Regions from separate parts of the Zea mays genome. Here region 1 is linked to region 2. Evidence: chromatin contacts called from public Hi-C data. All regions are on one chromosome and are shown on one strand. The core of a region is the stretch at or near the end of the contact, and the rest is flanking DNA. Distances in the headings are between cores, read along the strand shown. Region 1 has its middle 20 kb from the start of LOC103638771. Region 2 has its middle 12 kb from the start of LOC100273804.

Evidence for each region. Hi-C and Micro-C count contacts between places; a contact is called where the count stands out from the background.
Region 1: a contact with region 2 is called in a Hi-C map of ear, with 2.1 times the contacts expected there. The contact joins two enhancer-like sites. A contact is called at or near these places in 7 of 25 Hi-C or Micro-C datasets (bundle sheath, ear, endosperm and 3 more).

Annotation. Positions count from the first base shown.
Region 1 is chr9:104,372,320-104,379,147 of Zm-B73-REFERENCE-NAM-5.0, forward strand. No RefSeq gene overlaps it. Among protein-coding and RNA genes, the nearest start is that of LOC103638771, 20 kb to the right of the region's middle. Within about 2 kb of position 3,277, at least 9 of the 20 cell types and tissues checked have an H3K27ac peak or open chromatin away from gene starts, as enhancers often do. A contact at or near this core is called in ear, where this site is marked.
Region 2 is chr9:104,200,854-104,207,808 of Zm-B73-REFERENCE-NAM-5.0, forward strand. No RefSeq gene overlaps it. Among protein-coding and RNA genes, the nearest start is that of LOC100273804, 12 kb to the right of the region's middle. Within about 2 kb of position 2,393, at least 4 of the 20 cell types and tissues checked have an H3K27ac peak or open chromatin away from gene starts, as enhancers often do. A contact at or near this core is called in ear, where this site is marked.

The sequences.
Region 1 (6,828 bases), core at 2,027-4,526, 170 kb after region 2:
GCTATGTCTAGCAGATCGTGTAAAATACTTTTTTACTATAGGCCGCACTCTTTATATGGTGGAGTTTGAAATGATAGATAAGGATGAATAAGTTGTCGGAGAAAGTCTTAGGCATGCATAAGGTCACGCACGAGCGCACGTTAGGCACTAATATGTGTTAGATACAATATAGACACAACTCATACTTTATTTAATTACTAGTACAATGTTCGTGTGTTGCGATGGGACACAATCATATTTGATGAGTGACTCTGATAATCTATTTGGACGAACAATTATATCCTTAGTACCTTTTGCGAACTTACTTCCAATTACATACAGGAGAGTTCATGAATTCATACCTGATGTCACGGTCGCGCGATAGTGGTGTCGCTCGTTGGCTCACGCTCTAGCTCTCTCAACATCTCCTCTTCCTTGACACGACACCATTCTAATCGGTTCCGACTCATCTGCTCCTGTTCCACATCCATCTCTTTGAGCCAGTGACTATGCCCCTCTCCTCCCATTCTCTCCCTTCCATGTCCCTATCCTTCCCACGAATGTCGTGGATTTGCTCTTCTCCTTCCCGTCATCCCTATCTCAGTTAGTTTCCTGGCGTAGGTGGACTTGTACTCGACCATTTATTTGTCTAGTGCGACATCATGGGTGCTCAGGTGGCGGGCCACGATGAAGAGCGTGTGGTAGGTGTGCACGGGGAGGGATGGGAACAACATCGTCAACAGAGCTAGAAGCATGTAGGATAGTCGAAGGTCCCACTGAGCCAGGAGAGCATGGGCACGACGAGCAGCATGTCGTCGAGGCACGCCACCAGACCGGAGACATCGCGGGGTGGACGGGTGGACCGACATCTAGGCGGGAGTAGCGTTCGCGGTGGTAGGTGAGGTTGGCGGCGATGTTCATAGCGGGCGCGTTGTCGCTGTGGGATATGGGAGGGAGCAGGGATGGGGAGACTTGGACTGTGGATTGATTACAAAGAAATATAAGGAGTTTTTGTAAAACTTTCACGCACAACAATGGTGAAAACTGGTGCTTTATAGTAGTTGGAAGAAAATGAAGAAAAGATTGGTGGAGCTACTCAGAAAACTAGGCCGAAACGCAGCCCACAAGACCTATGTTAAAATTTAACTTATGATTACATCAAATCATACTATAGTTCTAAAATAGAGGGAAATTGTTAATTAATATGAGTAATGCCTCGTCCTAGAACCTGGATGGATAGTGTTGTCATTGGTTCTATGGTAGAAATTATAGGCGAGCGTGTGTTAGTACGTCGTGTAGCTAACCACACTAGTATGTCGTGTAGCTAACCACACTGGTCCACTCCACACGGATACGACGCTCCAAAATGCGTTCTTCTAAGGGCATGTACATCACGACCACTATGCAAAAAAGAGTTTATTGCTATTATAGCACTCATTTTAGCATACTTCTCTCTTCTAATATCCACAAATCTAACGTCTCTAAAATAGTACTTATAAGTTAATCTCTTCTCTAAAATAGGATTAAGTGCCTTTTACTCCATTTCCTTTTTTCCCCAAAAGTGAATGATTGTAAACAATTGTGTAAGGCGTTCTCGAGCTGTGATTATGTTGTTTTGATTCTTGCGTTCTTTTCTTGCTTGTATGTGTGTGTGTTTCTACTCTCATCCTTACTCTGTTTTGATTATAAATAATTATGTAAGGCGTGAGAGACTCTAATTTGTGGAGATTCCTCACAACATAATTTTGATATAATGAAGATAACTGTGACACTCAAGTTTGATTTTTGGATCACTTGAGAGGGGTTAAGTGCAACCCTTGGCCAAAGGAGGTCACCACACCGTAGAGTAGGCATTGGTTGAACCATGGTAAAAATCGTTGTGACACTTGTCTATTTATTTATTGCGATTACTATCTTCTTGAGTTGTCAACTCTCTTGCAATATTGCTCCTAAGTTTAAATACACATCTTAAAGGAGCAATCAAGAGAATGGTTCTTTCTCCGTCTATCTTCTCATCCTAACTTGGTTTTAGTTTTCACTAACATTTATTATAAACAAAGTTTGTATTGTTTAGAGTTGATTATTGCAGGATTACCTATTCACCCTCTCTAGGTGCGCTAAAAACGTGTTCTCCTAAGGGCATGTACATCGCGGTTGTAGTCTTGTAGTAGTGTAATCCATCACTATGCAAAAAAAAAAACGAGTTTATTGCTATTATAGCACTCATTTAAGCGGACTTCTCTCTTCTAGTATCCACAAATCTAACGTCTCTAAAATAGTGCGTGTAAGTTAATTTCTTCTCTAAAATAGGATAAGTGCCCTTTACTCCATTTTTTTTCTTATTTTCCCAAAAGTGGATGACTGGTTTCATATTTGAACGTTTAACGTTGCTCCGACGTCAATGATTCGCGCTCGCTGTTTTAACTGTGATTCATGATCACTGGTGGTGAAACAGCTAGTCTTCAGTGTTAGAACTCAACGAGCAGCCACCAGAGAAGTTTAGAGCAACGCACTGAGATGTTGTTTGGTCGACGAAATATAATGTAAATGCTAATGATAATGATTCACATCTAAGTATCAGTGATAACAAGTTTGAATATGTTTATATTAGTTACTAGTGCCATACCTGATTACAGTTAAACTTCAATAAATATGATATAACGTTATCGGTTACCTCTACCACCTTACAAATATGTTAAATGAAATGACACCGAGTCTCAGCGCGACATCGTGATTGACATCGTTCACAAATCAGGGCACCTCCGCCTGATGAAGAGTGCGCTCAAATTCAGAGCAGCACGAATGCCAGTGCTAGTTTCGATCTGGGTGAGTTACGGCTTACGATCGGAAAACAGAATCTCTAGGGGTAGTTCGATCATTCACTGTTGGGAAAAAAGAAAAATGGAGTAAAAACCCACTACATCCTAGTTTAGAGAGGAGATTGACTTATAAGTACTATTTTAGAGAAGTTAGAGTTATGGATGCTAGAAGAGAGAAGCCCACTTAAATTAGTGCTATAAGTTTGTGACTAATCAAATATATGGTCATACAAAACATTGTTTTGTGTATATGTTCGTAAATAAAATATCGTTTAAAAAATTACTGCATTTTAAAATTTAAATTTATGTTAACATTATATGTAGTCGTTAATAAGTAGATTAATTATAAAATTAGGTAAATTTTTCGATCGACCAACAAATATTGATATCGTTTTCGATAGTTTCTGTCCCTATCTACGACCCCACCTTCCGCTCCAGACAGATACACGGCGCTTCAAAACTCGTCCTACTCCTACCAAAGGCATTTTACAGCGCGCGGCTGTAGGAGCCGCCTGTATTCCATCCCATCCATCCATTCACCGTGCTTCTTCCGCCAGTCTCAAGGCCATGGCGGTGGCGGTGGCGGAGCAGCCTTTCGCGACGTCTCCCTCCTCAACTCAACTTGCTCTCCCGCCACCACACTCTTGCCGCACTGTCACATTTCCGCTTTCGTGATGTCCTGGCCTCCACCGACGCCGTCCTCCCTTCGTCGCCGCACTCCTCCGCAGCCGTTGCGCGCGCGGTCGCGTGCAAGCCGCCACCCGCTCCTCTGGCTCCAATAATGGCTTCGTACGTCTCCACTACGCTCCTCAATACGTACTGCAAGCTGAGAGGTACTTCTGATGCGCAGAGGGTGTTTGATGAGATTCCGTGTGTTCTAGGCTGCAGGGTAATGGCAGGCACACACGCAAGTGTTCTGTAATAAGAGAGGCCTTTGAGCCCTTCCGACGGATGTTCCAGGAGCTGGCCTGGCCTGGACTGCATCTTCCAGCTCCAGATGGACCGCGTCCTACCATACTTGTTAATGCCCGATAGGGGGGAATTTGTTGGCACTAGAAGTGTGCCCTGTTCTCTGGAATCTGAAAGTCCTTCGGTCGGAGTCAGTGGTGCAACGCTCTGAGGTGGAGACATGTTTCTGAACACAGAGACGAGGAAGCAAAAGCAAGCAAGCACATGCAGCGAGTGAGCATCCTTGCCTTCGGATTTGGAGCTGACACAGAGACAAGGGAAGAACATGCGAGATCCAGAGTTCGCCCCGTACGTAGGTCCGAATCCAATCGCCTGGTCAAGTCTGTTGCTGCCGGAGGTAGACGGACGCCTTACCGGCAACAGGTAGCAAAAGCATAAGCCAGTACAGGCGAGTGGCTGGCAATGCATTGACCGGCAAAGCCCCAACGAACGATCGCCGTCCGTCCGTCCGGGGCCGGAATACGTGCATCATGCATGGTCACTTCATTATTAGCTACGCTTTGGTCGTTTTGGTGCACGGGTTAAAGTGCGCCTCTTTTTAATTTACCGGCGAAAGATAGTGCATGTGCTTCTCTTTGACTTCCACGACGACGTTCCTACGGATGTGTGCTTTGCTTTCCAGTGTTACCCTTTTTTCTTCCTTCATTTTTTTTTACTTTTTTCTAATACACTAGTGCCCTATTTGGCACCGGTGGGAAAAAAATATAGGGCAAAGAAGCCGTGTCCGATAATGTGGCACCGCAATCATTTATTACAGTCACAAGAAATTATGGTACAAAAAAAAGCTGCAATCACACAAATTATGATGCGCGATGTTACCTCAAATTTAAAGAACAAACTAATAATTTTTTGATGAGTTAATCCATATCTGGTAAGCTTCAAAATGCTTAGCTGCATTTATATATATATATATATATATATATATATAAATATATATATAATCGATATATTTGAAGTCCTGAGCTTCAAATAGTTAGAAGAAGGCCTGATCGATCACCCATGCGATCTGATCCAGGCCGACGCGCCCACCCTCACCTCACGCTAGCCTGCCGGGTGCACCCCACCCTAGGTCTGTGCGCACAAAAAAATAGGAAGATATGCATGAGTTAAATATGTTTCCCTGTATGTACGTAAATTTAAGAAAGTTATGTGTGACAGTTCTATTTTTAAATGTTTTATTTTCTTTATAAATATAGGATTGCTGCAACAGCCATGTAGCTAGGCTCGTCAGGACCAATTTATGATATATACTGATGCTAATTATGCTACAGGGTGTAGATATTTATGCAATTAGGTACGCTATGTAAAAATCTATTACATGCTTCATGCGTACAAAATTAGGATGCAAAAAATGTACAATTAAAGGAAATGATTTGGCATGCATAGAAACAAAAAAAAATCCTATTTAATATTTTATTTTCTTCATAAATATATGATCGCTCCAACAGTCATGCGGCTAAACTCGTTAGAACTAGTTTATAATATATATTGATACTAATTATGCTACACGATGTAGATATTTATGCATTCGGTACACTGCACAAAAATTTGTTACTGCTCCATACACATAAAATTAAGATGACAAAAATGTACGATGAAAGGAACTGGATTAACACGCATGAAATAAAAAAACATATTTAATGTTTTATTTCCTCCATAAATATAGAATCGCTTCAACAGTTATGCAGCTAAACTCGTTAGAACTAGTTTCTGATATATACTAATACTAATTATGTACACGATGTAGATATTTATGCATTCTGTACACTACATAAAAATCTGTTACCTGCTACATGCGCACAAAATTAGGATGTCAAAAATATACGATGAAAAGGAAATTGATTGACACACATGGAAACAAAAAATCATATTTAATGCTTTATTTTCTCCACAAATATACGATCGCTCCAACAATCATGCAGCTAAACTCGTTAGAACTAGTTTATGATCTATAATGATACTAATTATGATACATAGTTAGGTATTTATGCAATTCGGTATACTGTGTAAAATTATGTTTCCTGCTACATGCGTACAAATTTAGGATGACACAAATGTGCGATGAAAGGAAATGTATTGGCATGCATGAAAATAAAAAAAATATTGTTTAAATGCTTTATTTCCTCCATAAATACATGATCGTTCCAACAACCATGCAGCTAGACTCGTTAGAACCAGTTTATGATATATATACTTATACAAATTATGTTACACGGTGTAAATATTTATGCAATGTGGTACACTGCGTAAAAAATATGGCATGTGGTTCACTCGTGGACGCATCTCTAGGTTCGAGCGTAAAAACCTTAAGGTTTGGGCATAAAACCCCTTAGTTATAATTGTAAATACCGAGCCAATGTGACAGATTGATAGCTCTGAGGGGTTGTATTCATGATTCTATTTTTTGGCATGAAAAATATGGGAGTCGCATGCATGCAGTTTCTATTTTTATGCAGATCCAAAAATTATGGCAGATTGTGTGAGTTTCCATTGCATGTGTGCAAATTTTGGATCATATTTTCGTTTCAAATAATTGGATGACATGAGTCACCTAGAACATAAATTCTTATAAAATGTTGCATAAATACTTACACCGTGTAGTATACTTGATAAAAATCATAATATTAGTTCAACTAAGAACACCCACGGGAATTAGGGGCAGTTTTATGGCGGACGTAAAAATTTAGCAGTTACGAACATAAGTGATTTGATTTTTTATGATAATTACGAACATGTGGGAATTAGGAACAATTTTATGGCAGACGTAAAAATCTGTCAGTTACGAACATAAGTGATTTGATTTGATTTTTTATGGTAATTACGACACCATAAATCAAGAAATTGTCTTTTCAATGTGCATGCAAAAAATATACAAGCAGTAAACTGATATACAAATTCCGTGTTCAAGCATAAAATCATACGATTTTTAGCGTAAATAGTGCATGTGGTAGACATAAAACACAATAATCGAAACTCATAACACGATCGGAGGAGGTAGTCGCGGAAGGACGCTGTTGATGACACAAGAACGGATAGATGTCGTCACTCGGGCCGGCCCTGA
Region 2 (6,955 bases), core at 1,143-3,642:
GTTGAAGAGAAGCGCGAACAGAGAGTCGAAGAGAAGCGTGAATCCAAGCAATACACCAAAGCCAATCCAGTATCACTTGGCTTTTCGAAATATTCCATGGGACTTGAGGATAAGCACACCACGTGGTTCAGTCGAGCCTGGAAGGATCTTCTGCCAAATTTGTCCCAAGAACTCGTTCACCGAGACAGCATTTTGCGCATACATCATCGGAGAGGTCCAGTATCCCCCAAATCCACCATTTGTTCATGTCTTCTGGAAGCTAATGAAAGGAAGGGGCAACTAGCAGCAAAAGCTTCAAAATGAGTTCAAAACCATGGAACAGGATGACGGTTTTTGACCTCTATAAAGAGCAAATCCACCTAAAAGCATAACAATTAAAATTGCAAATGATCCAAAGACATATGCAGCAAACATGTTTCTTACTGCTCCTGCAGTGAACCGGAAGAGCGAAGCTGCCATCTGATTAGCTGCTAAGAAAAGCAGATACTGCTTGAAAAGCCTAAGGATAGTGAAACTCTGTCGGTTTGTCATAAAAACGAGTAAGAATACCAAATACAAGTTATTAAATACTTAGGGACACGATTATTGGAACCCATCTGATTACATCTGGATCAAATCTAATGGCATAATCAGTTATGAAAATGAACCCACCAACCTCAAGAAATGTGATGGGGATCTTGAGAATTCATGATGGTACAGTGCAAGTCCAAACAGGATAGAAGAGAATGGAGTGGCTTAAAAATGGTGAGTAAGCTCCGAGAAGCCATTGAATACGAATATGAGCGTTGTAAAGAAGAGTGCACACTGTTAAGTCTACCTTCTCCTAATAATTTAAGTTTTTGTGTTGAACTGGTTAGTGCGTCCACTCTAACATGGTATTAGAGCCACGTTCGAATCCTAATAGAGGCTTTATTTTTGCTTTTGTCCCTTTATTCCCACGTTTGTGCCGTTCTCTCTGGCTGCACGTCAGTGGAGATGTTAAAATGTATATGTGAATTACCTACCTTCTCCTAACAGGTTGAACTGGTTACTACGTCCACGCTAACACACACATGTATATGCCTCCATTTGCCACAGAATTCCGAATGGAAGAAGAGTGTCATTTCAATGACTGATAACAGAATCAGCTGCGTTGCCAAACAAAAACTAGGCACAGTTGTGTATTTGGTAAGTAATGAATGTAACAAAGCATAGCTGGTGTTAATCATCATTGGCTTAGGGTTAGTTTGGGAACCACATTTTCCAAAGAGAAAATGAACTAATTTTTCATGAGAAAATAGAAATCACTTGTGAAAATAGGGTTTCCAAACTAGCCCTTAAGTTTTCATTATATCCATGGCATGTGAACCCGTAAGGCTCCATTATCAACGTGGGAATTTTGCATATTTTCATAGGAATTGTGTTTTCTTTTTAAATTCCTACATTCCGACTAATAGGAGCATCCCATCTTGATAGTTGGTGAAGCATGAGACATATTGAACAAAGGAAATATGTTTATGCTAAATGTGCTTTATCTTAGGAAAACACCCTCCTTGCAGGTTATTGAGGCTTAGACACATTGGCTTTTAGCAGCATACAACAGTGCACGATATATTATTTGGTAAGAGGCACAAACTGGTCATGCTGGCGCTGCATATATATGGGCTGTTTGGTTCTTGGCTAAATATGTCACACTTTGCCTAAGGTTAGTCGTTTGAATTAAAGAACTAACCTTAGGCAGAAAAGTTAGGCAAAGTGTGGCAAGTTAGGTATCAAACCAAACAGTCCCATAGTATTTTTATCTGAGCCTATTCTGAAGTTCAGGGGCCAATTCCCTCTACTACTCGAAACATGTAGAAAAATGAGTTCCTCTTCATTAGCAGAATCTCTCGATCGATGTTGGCTTTCAACAGCTCTTTTGCACTTACACCGTGCTTTGAGGTTGCCAAAGTTGAAGGGTGGTTCATGCTCATGTCGAATGACACGGAAATCTCATTTGCCATGGCCTGGCTAACACGGAACGAGCGAAATGAATCTGCAAATTCCTTCACAGTGATGTAGCACTGTAGGTCTGGCCGTGCTGAGCCCAGTACTGCCGAGGGACTTGATTTTGGAGTCCCCGGCCTAGACCTTGCAGGGGTCCTATGAGTCTATGACACTATACTTCAAGGCGCTCCCAAACTTAAGACTCAACTTGTCAGCAACAACTCAACTTGTCAGCAGCAAATTGTGTAAAATAGGGAATTTCAAATGTAGATTATATTATTTATAGAGTGGAGTTTAAAATAGAGAATGAGATATGTTAGCTGCCGAAGACAACCTCATGACTGCTTAGAGGGCCTATCACCCCACGATCTCTAAGGCCCCTGGCCTACATGGTTGGGTCCCGAAGTTCAAGGCCCTAAGGACAATAGAGCTTTTGATTCAATCAAGTATGGGAGCGCATTAGACCAAAGAATATGACTAGCCCTAACCCCTAGGGTAGGATGGCCACCGAAGGTACGATGCTATGTTTAACTTTACTCCCAACATGCCTCAATGATGCTGGCAGTATGGATAAGCCTTTCATACAACATTTAATGTGATGGATGACGTTATGGTCGAATAGGAACACTGCTGCCATATATATATATATATATATATATATATATATATATATATATATATATATATATATATATATATATATATATATATATATATATATATATATATATATATATATATATATATATATATATATATATATATATATATATATATATATATATATATATATAGATTGTATATTAGCAGCTCTGGGCTTCCTTTAGTTATTGGAAGCCCAGGCCAGACAGTGCAATCCGGTCGAGTCGGACCAGGTCCAGACGTCTATAAAAGAAAATCCGTAGTGCTAGGGATCAGTTTTTACGCCCCATCTCGATTCATTAGCGACGGTTGCCAGGCCGACGGTGGCGGCCCCCGATCCAGAGGGCGAGCGGTGGCGGCGGTTTCCAGGTCGGCGGTGGCGGCCCTCGATCCAGAGGGCGAGCGGCGGCGGCGCCCTTGTGCGGTGGCGGCGATTCCCAGGCCGGTGGCCGCAACTCCATTACCTCGACGCGCGGTGGCGGAGGTTCCTCGATCCGCAGCGAGGCCCTTGTGCAGGCAAGCGGCGGCGTCCCCGAAGCCCCGAGGAGGCGGCACTTCCAAGGCCGGCGAGCAAGCGACGCCCGTCGACGTGCGAGTAGCGACGGCGACGCATGAGGCGCGATGTTCGAGCGAGCGATGTCACGGAAGGGGCGAGATGCGCGCAGCGATGATCGCGCGTGACATCCTCTGATCCGGCGCATTTTTCTTTTCATTTATTGTGTTTTATGCCTACCACATGTATTATTTACGCTAAAAACTGTATGTTTTTATGCTTTAACACAGAGTTCGTATATCAGTTTACTGCATGCACATTTGAAAGACAATTCCTTGATTTATGCCGTTCTTAATTTGCGCGCATGCAATGGAAACTCCCACGATTTTGCCATAATTTTTGGATCTGTATAAAAATAGAAACCGCATGCATGCGGCTGCCATGTTTTTCGGATCTGTCATAAAAATAGGATCGTAATAACAACCTACTAAAGCTATCAACCTCTAATTGACTCGGTATTTACGCTTATAATTGAGGGATTTTATGCTCAAAACTTAAGGTTTTTACGCTCCACCCGGAGATGCGTCCACCAGTGAACAACATGCCAGATTTTTTACGCAGTGTAAGGAATTGCATAAATACCTACACCGTGTAGTATAATTTGTTTCAGTATACATCATAAACTAGTTCTAATGCGTTTAGTTGCATGGCTGTTGGAGGGATCCTATATTTATGAAGGAAATAAAACATTAAATGTGATTTTTTGTTTCTATGCATGCAATTCATTTCATTTCATTGCATATTCTTTCCATCATAAATTCGTGTGCATGCAGCCTGTAGCAGATTTTTACGCAGTATACCGAATTGCATAATTATCTACACAGTGTAGCATATTTAGTATCAGTATATAGCATAAAATGGTCATTACGAGTTTTAGTTGCATGTCTGTTTCAGCGATCCTAAATTTATGGAGGTAATAAAGCATTTAAAATAGAAACCGCCACACATATCTTTCCTAAATTTACGCGCATGCAAGGGAACGTGATTGACTCATGCATGCATTTTGCCATAATTTTAGGATCTGTATAACCGCATGCATGCGACTGCCATGTTTTTCGGATCTGCCATAAAAATAGGATCGTAATAACAACCTACTAGAGCTATCAACCTCTCACATTGGCTCGGTATATACGCTTATAATTGAGGGATTTTATGCTCAAAACTTAAGGTTATTACGCTCCAACCCGAAGGTGCGTCCACCAGTGAACAACATGCCAGATTTTTTACGCAGTGTAACGAATTGCATAAATACCTACACCATGTAGTATAATTTGTATCAGTATATATCATAAACTAGATTTAATGTGTTTTAGCTGCATGGTTGTTGGAGGGATCTTATATTTATGAAGGAAATAAAACATTAAATACGATTTTTTGTTTCTATGCGTGTAATTCATTTCCTTTCATTGCACATTATTTTTATCATAAATTCGTGTGCATGCAGCTGGTAACAGATTTTTACGCAGTATATCGAATTGCATAATTATTAACACAGTGTAGCATATTTAGTCTCAGTATATATCATAAAATGGTCCTTACGCGTCTAGCTGCATGGCTGTTGCAGCGATCCTAAATTTATGGAGGAAATAAAGGATTTTAAAAACAGAAACTGCCGCACATATCTTTCCTAAATTTATGCGCATGCATTGGATCGTGTTTGACTCATGCATGCATTCCTTTTTTTGCGCTAACAGACGTGGGACAGGTGGCGCACCCGACAGCCTGTTTGGGCGCGCTGGTTGAACCAGTTTGAAGGGGTGGTCGGCCTGGGCTTCCTTTAACTATTGGAAGCCCGGGGCTCCCGTTATACCTACCCTATATATATATATATAGTATTTAGAGCCCTGGGCTCTCTCTAACTATTGGAAGCCCCGACCAGCAACTGATCAGGTGCGCGGACCGCACCGTACCGACCAGGTGCGCAGGCTTTTTGGCTCACTGTACCACCTACTTACGTTAATTATAACTACGTGTTATGCTCAATCGTGTTACGGTTTACACACTTTTTGGTATGCACATGTTGTACACAAGTTTACACTTATTTTGTCATACTCTCTGAAACCGCTTCTACTATCATATAAAACCGACAACGACGACTGCTTTGCCCGAGAGGACTAGGGTTTCAGCGGCGGCGGCTGCCGAGCCCCATTCCCGATCTGAAGCACCTCAAACCACCGCTCTGCCCCAGATCCAGATCCACCCAGCTACTGCGGCGAGCCCGTGGGGACGGTGGCGGCGGAGGACCCGAGTGCACGGAGATGCTCAACTACGACCAGGTCTTCATCAGGGACTTCGTGCCCTCCGTGCTCGCCTTCCTCATGCACGACGAGACCGAGATCGTCCGCAACTTCCTCCTTCACACCCTCTAGCTTCAGGTGACCTGATCCTGATCCTGCTTAATAGTTTCTCGTCTGGACCATTCCTTGCTACCTTTCAGAAACCATTTGTGATGCTGCCGTGAAAGCACCCGACCTCAAATCTATGTGCGCCGACAGTTTTGGAACAGCAGCAGCCATAGTCGCCTGGGGGCTTAGGTGTGGCCGTCGTTGCGGGGCCCGTCCCTAGCCGCGGGCTCGGCCGCGAGCCGCGGACGCTCTGCCGCGAGCCGCAGCGTGCGCTCTGCCGCCAGCCGCGGGTCCGACCGCCTACGGGTGCGCATCCGGCCGCCGCCGTCGAGTCCATCTTGGAGGCAAGGAGTGAGCAAGGCATCGAGCTTCCCCACCAAATTATTCCCTGACGGTGCATGAGAATGGCCAGGGAAATCCATGGTCGCCAGATCTGCGCCTACTTATTCCTCTCCAGTCCCCAGCGAGAGATTCAGGTAAGGACTATTTGCTTATTTCAGTACCATATTGGTTTTGGTCAAGATTAGAGACTAATATGCAGTGGTTTAGAAACTATTGTATTATTATTTTTATTACTTCAGATTTAGTTTTTTGATTGTTTTTATCTAGACTTGGGGCCCTCATTTAATCTCATTACTGATCTGTGGCCTGCACATCAATACATCAATAGAGTCTCTAATGTCTATTGTATTGTTCTGATTCTATAAAGTGTACAATGGTTCACAATATCTGTGTGAACAGGTGAAACGTGAAGAGCTGCTTGAGTATGCCCAAAGTATCATTTCAGGATTGAAGAGAAATGATGAAATTGTGAGGTGATATAATAGAATCAGCTAATTACCTGTGAATATATTATAACGATATAATAGAATTTTGAGGTAATACTACTTCTCTTACATCTAGTGCTTCATGTTTTGGATATACATGTGGTCAGGCTTTCTAAATTTTTGCTACCAATATAGTTCTAGAAATTAGTTGGAAAATATGATAATTGCATGTAGATTTGTAATTTGAAGTACTATTATACAATTTCAAGTTATTAAATTTAAACCTTCCTTTGTAATAGTGCATACATATGCTACACCCACCTCCGCCAGCATTTAGCATCATTGTATTATCATAAAACCATAATTTCCAGGTAGTATTTAGTTGTGCTAGTCTATTAGGTGAATGCTTTTAATCATTATACCATTTTCTGTTGAGCTTTACTAAGGAAAGTAGTGACTCGACTCGTGAATAGCTGAACAAGACTGATCTCAGTATGCTGGCGAAAAAATGGTGAATTAGAGTAATCAATCATATTATCTTCCATATTTGCATATAATTATACTTTTGTAGGTGGTATTAATGGAGAAAGATCAGAAATAGCTGAAATTGAACCAGCATGAACAGGTGAAGTTGCTCGGCTTAGAGCTGCTCTCCGGCGTGATCCACCCGGCGCTATTCGGCA